2 separate regions of the Sus scrofa genome follow, and region 2 is linked to region 1. Evidence: chromatin contacts called from public Hi-C data. All regions are on one chromosome and are shown on one strand. The core of a region is the stretch at or near the end of the contact, and the rest is flanking DNA. Distances in the headings are between cores, read along the strand shown.

Evidence for each region. Hi-C and Micro-C count contacts between places; a contact is called where the count stands out from the background.
Region 2: a Hi-C map of adipocytes shows a contact between it and region 1, with 2.7 times the contacts expected there. The contact joins two enhancer-like sites. A contact is called at or near these places in 4 of 47 Hi-C or Micro-C datasets (adipocytes, embryonic fibroblasts and fibroblasts).

What each region holds. Positions count from the first base shown.
Region 1 is chr10:54,094,501-54,097,691 of Sscrofa11.1, forward strand. No RefSeq gene overlaps it. Among named protein-coding and RNA genes, the nearest start is that of C10H10orf113, 450 kb to the left of the region's middle. Within about 2 kb of position 1,886, at least 1 of the 83 cell types and tissues checked has an H3K27ac peak or open chromatin away from gene starts, as enhancers often do.
Region 2 is chr10:54,212,632-54,215,585 of Sscrofa11.1, forward strand. No RefSeq gene overlaps it. Among named protein-coding and RNA genes, the nearest start is that of PLXDC2, 460 kb to the right of the region's middle. Within about 2 kb of position 1,555, at least 11 of the 83 cell types and tissues checked have an H3K27ac peak or open chromatin away from gene starts, as enhancers often do.

The DNA of each region.
Region 1 (3,191 bases), core at 636-3,135:
GCCATTTTAAGCTAACAGCAACTTAACTTCTATGCCCCCATGCTTTTTCTTCCTCCTTTTTATATTTGATTTTTCTGTGTCACAATTTACCTCTTTTTATATAGTATATTAATTAACAAATTACAGTGACTGTAGTTATTTTAAGTACTCTCTCTCTTTTTTTTTTTTTTACTATAGTTAAGTGTTACCCACCCTCCCATTACAGAATTAGAGTTTTCTAAATGTGCCTACCTTTACCTTTATTAGTGTATCAACTTAAAAGAAAGTGCACCACGTGAGAGTTGAGAGTTAAGTTTTGTTTGGGGCAACATGAGGACTATAGCCCAGGAGGCAGCATTTCAGGGGGCTCTGAGACACTGCTCCAAAGAGGTAGGGGGAAGTCAGAATATATGCGATTTGGGGAAGGGGGAGGTACATGCAATCAAGCATTTTGCAGAAGGTTGCTGCTCGTGTCCTAAAGATTGCTGCTGCTCACCAGGAGCAGATGTCACCATGAATGAGTTCAGTGCTTTTCTGGATACCAGGAGATGTAAGGATGGGGCTTATAAAAATCTTCTCTTGAAACTAACTATCTGAAGACCTGTTCTGCTAATTTTCCCGGAGCGCAGAGTACCTCACTCCTGACTCCACCCTGAACTCTTTCTGGGATGTTGGGGGTAGGCAGCTGCAGTGGCTCATGATTCAGTCCTTGTGGAGGCAGATGGCAAGTGTCAGTCTCCAGTTCACAATACTTTTGTGTGTTTTCAGCATATTTTCATTTTAGCTTGAAGAACTCTTTTCAGCATTTCTTGCCTGAAGGTCTAGCGATGATGAACCCCCATGACTTTTTTTTTTCCTTTGTCTAGGAAAGGCTTTGTTTCTCCTTCAAATGTGAAGGATAACCTCGCCAGAAAACATATTCTTGGCTGCCATTTTTTTCTTTCGGCACTTTGAATATGTCATTTCACTCTCTCCTGGCGTGTAGGGTTTCTGTTGAGAAATCTACTGATAGCTTAGGAGTTCTTTTGTAAATCACCACTTTTTTTCCCCTCTGGCTCCTTTAGTGTTCTCTCTTTTTTTTTTTTATCATCTCATTATAATGTCTTGGAGAAGGTCTTTTTACATGGAGATAATAAGGTGATTTATTAACATGAAGTTGTATGTCCAGGTCTATCTCCATGTTTTGGAAATTCTCACCTGTTATTCCTTCAAATAAACTTTCTGCTCCCCCCAATTTTCTCTTCTTCTGGAGTCTTAATTATTTTAATATTTGTGACTTTGATGGGAGCCCACAGATCATGTATACTTTCTTTGCTTTTTTCCGTTCTTTTTCTTTGTTTTTCCTTGACTGGGTAATTTTAGAATCCTGTCCTCTGGGTTACTTATTCTGTCTTCCATTTGAGTTGCTCTGCTTTAGATACACTCTCTATTGGATTTTTTATTCTCATTCATTGAATTTTTCAGCTCTAACATTTCCTGATTTTATTAAATTGTTTTTCTGAATTTTTCTGTAGTTCATTGAATTTCCTCAACACAGCTATTTTGAGTTTTTTTTACCAGCTAGATCACAAAATTTTGTGCCTTTGAGCTCATTTATTGGAAGATTATTGTTATCTTTTGGTGTTGACATGTTCGATTGAGGTTTCTTATTCTTTGTAATTTTTCATTGCTGCTTTGACCTTTGAAGTAGCAGACACCTCCTCAGATCTTTACTAGTTACCTTCAGCTGGGGTATACTGTTTGTTGGTTCTGTTATATCTGAGGTTTTCTCCGACCTTGTATGGGTACACCGGCTCTATATTTCTTGGAATAATTCTTAAGCTTCTCTGTCTTTGGTTCTTAACAACGCAGCAGGCTGGCTGCTGGAAACCTTTCTTTTGTTTCCCAGAAGGTGGCGCTAAAGCTCAAGTTTGTGGTTTTTCCCTTGTCCACAAATTTTCTGCTAACGCTCTATTTACCCGATTGACTTAGTGCTGTAGTCCTGATTATTCACAAGGAGTTGGCCGCAGGGTGGGGGGAAGGTATGTGTTTGGCACTTGCGGCTTTGTGGATACCTGTGGTCCTGGTGGGGAGATCGTTGGGTGAGGGTCTCCTGGAGCTCATGGGTAAGCTTCTTGCGGACATGCCCATCGAAGTCCGCATGAACCACATCGCTTTAAAGCCCTTTATGTTTCTATCTCCCCCTTTCCTGATTTCCTTCTACCCCCCGGTATGGAGATCCCACTTCAGTACTCTGGGGGCTGTTGGAGAGAAAAGGGGTAGCAGCTCACCTATCCCTCTCCTCTTTCCCCAAGGGAGGGGTAATCTCGGAATAGTTCAGCCCTGCTCTGATTCATCGTGGGGGAGGGGTGGCACTGGCCAAGTTCTTCTTACTCTCTCCGCTACATCCAAACTCACGTACAGATACATTATATCATATATATATTAATATGTGTGTATATATATATATTTTTCTTTCCTTCCTTCTTTCTTTCTTTGTTTCCTTCCTTCTTTCTTTCTTTCTTTCTTTCTTTCTTTCTTTCTTCCTTCCTTTCTTTCTTTCTTTTCTTTTTTTCTCTTCTTTCTTTCTTTCTTTCTCTCCAGTGGCATGCTGGAATCTCCCTTCAGGGAAGCTGGACTTCCATAATTTCTCTTCCATAATTTCTCTTCCATAATTTCTCTTTCCGTGGGTATCTGCTCAAATCAGTGCTTTTCAGGTTTTCCCTGCCCATGGCTGAGAGGGCTTGGGGCTGGTTCTCTGGCTCCATTGGTTCTGCAGCCTGCCCCAAGGTGCGTCTGCTTATTCCTGACAGCACAGTGGTGAGACTGGTCCTGGGCTTTTCAGCTTATGGTGCCGGATCCCACACCTCCCACAGAGGCACTTTTGTTGGTGGATGCCTAATTAGCTACTTCAAAAGGGAGACAAAAAAAAGAGGACGTCTTATGCCGCCATGATGCTGACGTCGCTTCTCTGGAGTGGTTTCATTCCTTAGAAACAATTCCGTAATTAAATTGTGTTTATTGAAAGGAGGCATCGAAATACGTGCCTTAAAATAGACTTCTGGACCTTGGAAAGATTCCCTTCGTCTTGCTAATTTTGGGGACGTCAACAGCTCTTTGAAACCTGTGTTAAAGCCCAGTCAAATGTATAAATATACAGCAATATAAAATGTTTTAGGTGATTTCAAGGGGCTCATGCATCTCCTGAATTCCACCTGTGGATCCTCCAAGGG
Region 2 (2,954 bases), core at 305-2,804, 120 kb after region 1:
CAAGTTCCCCAAATCTGGGCTGTTCTATCAAGGGGTTGGATTGCTTAAAGCATGATGCCAACAAACATTTGCTGTCTTAATAATGTGTATCTAAACCTCAGCTATTTAGCTGCAAAATTAAGAGGCAAGTGGCAGCAAATTGAATTGTGCAGTGTTAGTCTCAGTCCTGCTAAAAAGAGAATAATAAATTTCAGTTGACAACAGCAGAGGTACCTTATTTGGATTTGTTTTTCTGGGTATCTTCCACTTGGGATTTACAAAATCTACAAAGCTCTGAAAAAGCTGCAATTTCCTGTCTATTAAGCCCCAAATGGAAAAATAACAAATACAATGAAAAACAGCAACCTAGTTGACAGACGAATATATATTAATCCCATCACCATGGTTGAGAGATGGAAAATTATTATTGAATAAGACTCTTTCACCAGACCAAATATTTCCTAATGCTCCCAAATACATATCTGGCACTGCTTCAGGTTTACACATCTGCTTCTGTCTTTGAACTCTGATATTAATCTGAAGGTGGCATGCAGCTGCATGGTTCTAAGATAATTAGTTCTTTCCATTATATATTACGACTGATAGGGCAGACCTCAAAAACATTCAGAACTTGGATTTGCATAAACTCAGAGCAGTTAAAAGACTTTTCCAAAATTCACATCAATCTTCTGGGGAAAAAAAAAAACAAAAACTTGTACAGTTTCCCAGGGCCTTCTGGAATATTTTACATTTCACCTCTCTCTGAATTTTTCTTTTCTTTTCTTTTTTTTTTTTTTTTTTTTTTTGAGCCATTTTCTCTGCCTTTTTATACTTAATTGCTGTCAGGACTTTACGATCCTTCTTGGAATATTTCAGAGACAGCCAACCTGAAGGAGGTGGTATCTACCCTGAGAGGTACAGTAGCCAAGCTTTGGGTTAGCTTTTTATATAAAACATGGAGGATTTTATGTTGGCTGCATTTTCTCCAGAGCGTCAGGAATCTGGAAACATCCAAATAAAAGTGGTTTTATGGTTACCTCCCCACAAAAGAGTTACCCCACATCCCCAAGAATGCTGATGAAACCGTGCATGTGATGTATTGTAATTTCCTTCCACAGCCGGAAATCATCCATAGACAGGGTTCCAAGGCCTCTTAAAGAGCAAAGATCTTAGGAGTTCCCATTATGGCTCAGTGGTTAACGAATCCAACTAGGAACTATGAGATGGCAGGTTCGATCCCTGGCCTTGCTCAGTGGGTTGAGGATCCGGCGTTGCCATGAGCTGTGGTGTACGTTGCAGATGCGGCTCAGATCCCATTGCTGTGGCTCTGGCGTAGGCCGGCGGCTACAGCTCTGATTCAACCCCTAGCCTGAGAGCCTCCATATGCCACAGGAGCTGCCCAAGAAATGGTAAAAAAAGACAAAAAAAAAAAAAAAAAAGGCAAAAATCTTAGATGGTCTTGTTTTATGTCTGATGATTTGTGTTCATTGAAAGAGAGGAGGCCAGGAAGGAGGTGGGTGAAGTCTTGGCATCTCAAGTGGACAGGAGCTGGACCGAGGTAGTAAGACATCCTAGGGTGGAAGAATATTTTAAGCAAATTGCAGTGTTCACTTCCAATAAATGCAAGCCAGCTTGTACTTGTCCTGAAACACCACGCAGGTGGCCATGGCTTACAAAACTCACTTTCATGAACAGTGTTTGAAAAGGAAATTTCTACTTGTCAACAGCATTCTCACTTGATTTATGCTTAGTGAAAAGATATATCATATCTTGGTTCTTCATTTTCCCAGAAGACTGTCCTTCTTTAAAACAAGTGGGTGAAATGGCAAAACATCAGATTCTTGTGTACAGGGACAGTTTGCCGGCACGCTGTTGGTTTTGTGCTGCTTTTTCTCTTCCCTGCATATTGTTTCTATTACGAATATATTCTGTTCAGCCTCTAAGAGTCGTGGCTGTCACATTTTTGGGCTTTTAAGATTTTTTTTTTCCCCTAAAAATTCACATTACTTAAATATTTCCTTACTTGTATAAAAACAAAGTTCAGAGTCTGGCCAAAACCCTGCTGGTAATTTTGACCCAGTAGGAAAGTATGTTGTTATTTGTTTTAGAATGTGGTCCATTCACAGTCAGTTGAGCTGGCAGGAAGCCCGAGGAGGAAAAACATGCATGTCCTGTGAGCACTTTTTCTTTCTTTCTTCCCTGACTTCCATAAACACCGCAGGGGCCTGAGTTTCGTCCCGTCCTTCTGACCACTCTCCCTCGGTCTACACCATGAACTGCTCCACTGTCTAAACTTGGATTTCTCAGCCATTAGCCCTGAGTCTTCTCCTCTTCTTGCTCTACACTGTCTTTGGGGGAACAGTGTTCATTTTCATAGTTTCCAGATTTACCCGCCAAACTCAAAGCTCTCTTCGGGGGTCTAGAGTCATATCCAAGTGTCTATTTGAATTTTTTTTAATTGAAGTATAGTTGATTTACAATATTGTGTTAGCTTCAGGTGTACAGCAAAGTGATCCAGGTCTATATTGTATATAGGTATATATCTGTATTTTCCGATGTTATTTTCCATTACAGATTATTACAAGATAGTGAAGGCAGCAAATCTTTGGTTTTTAGCTATTTTATATAAAGTGGTATTCATCTGTTAATCCCACACTCCCAATCTAACCCTTCCTCATCCCCCTTCCCCTTTGGTAGGCATAAGGGCAGTCTGTTTCAGTTTTGGAAATAAGTTCATTTGTACTATTTTTAGATTCTATGTATAAGTGATATCATATGATATTTGTCTTTGGCCTGCCTTCGCTTATTATAATCTCTAGGTCCGTCCATGTCACTGCCTCTATTTGAAATATTAACTGACCTCTCGCAATTTCAGCATGCAGAACTGAACTTTCGTCTTCAAACCTGCTCCTCCTTCATGCTTCCTCATCTGTGGTAGGTTAAAAATGCCTCCAATTGATTTGACACTAATCCCA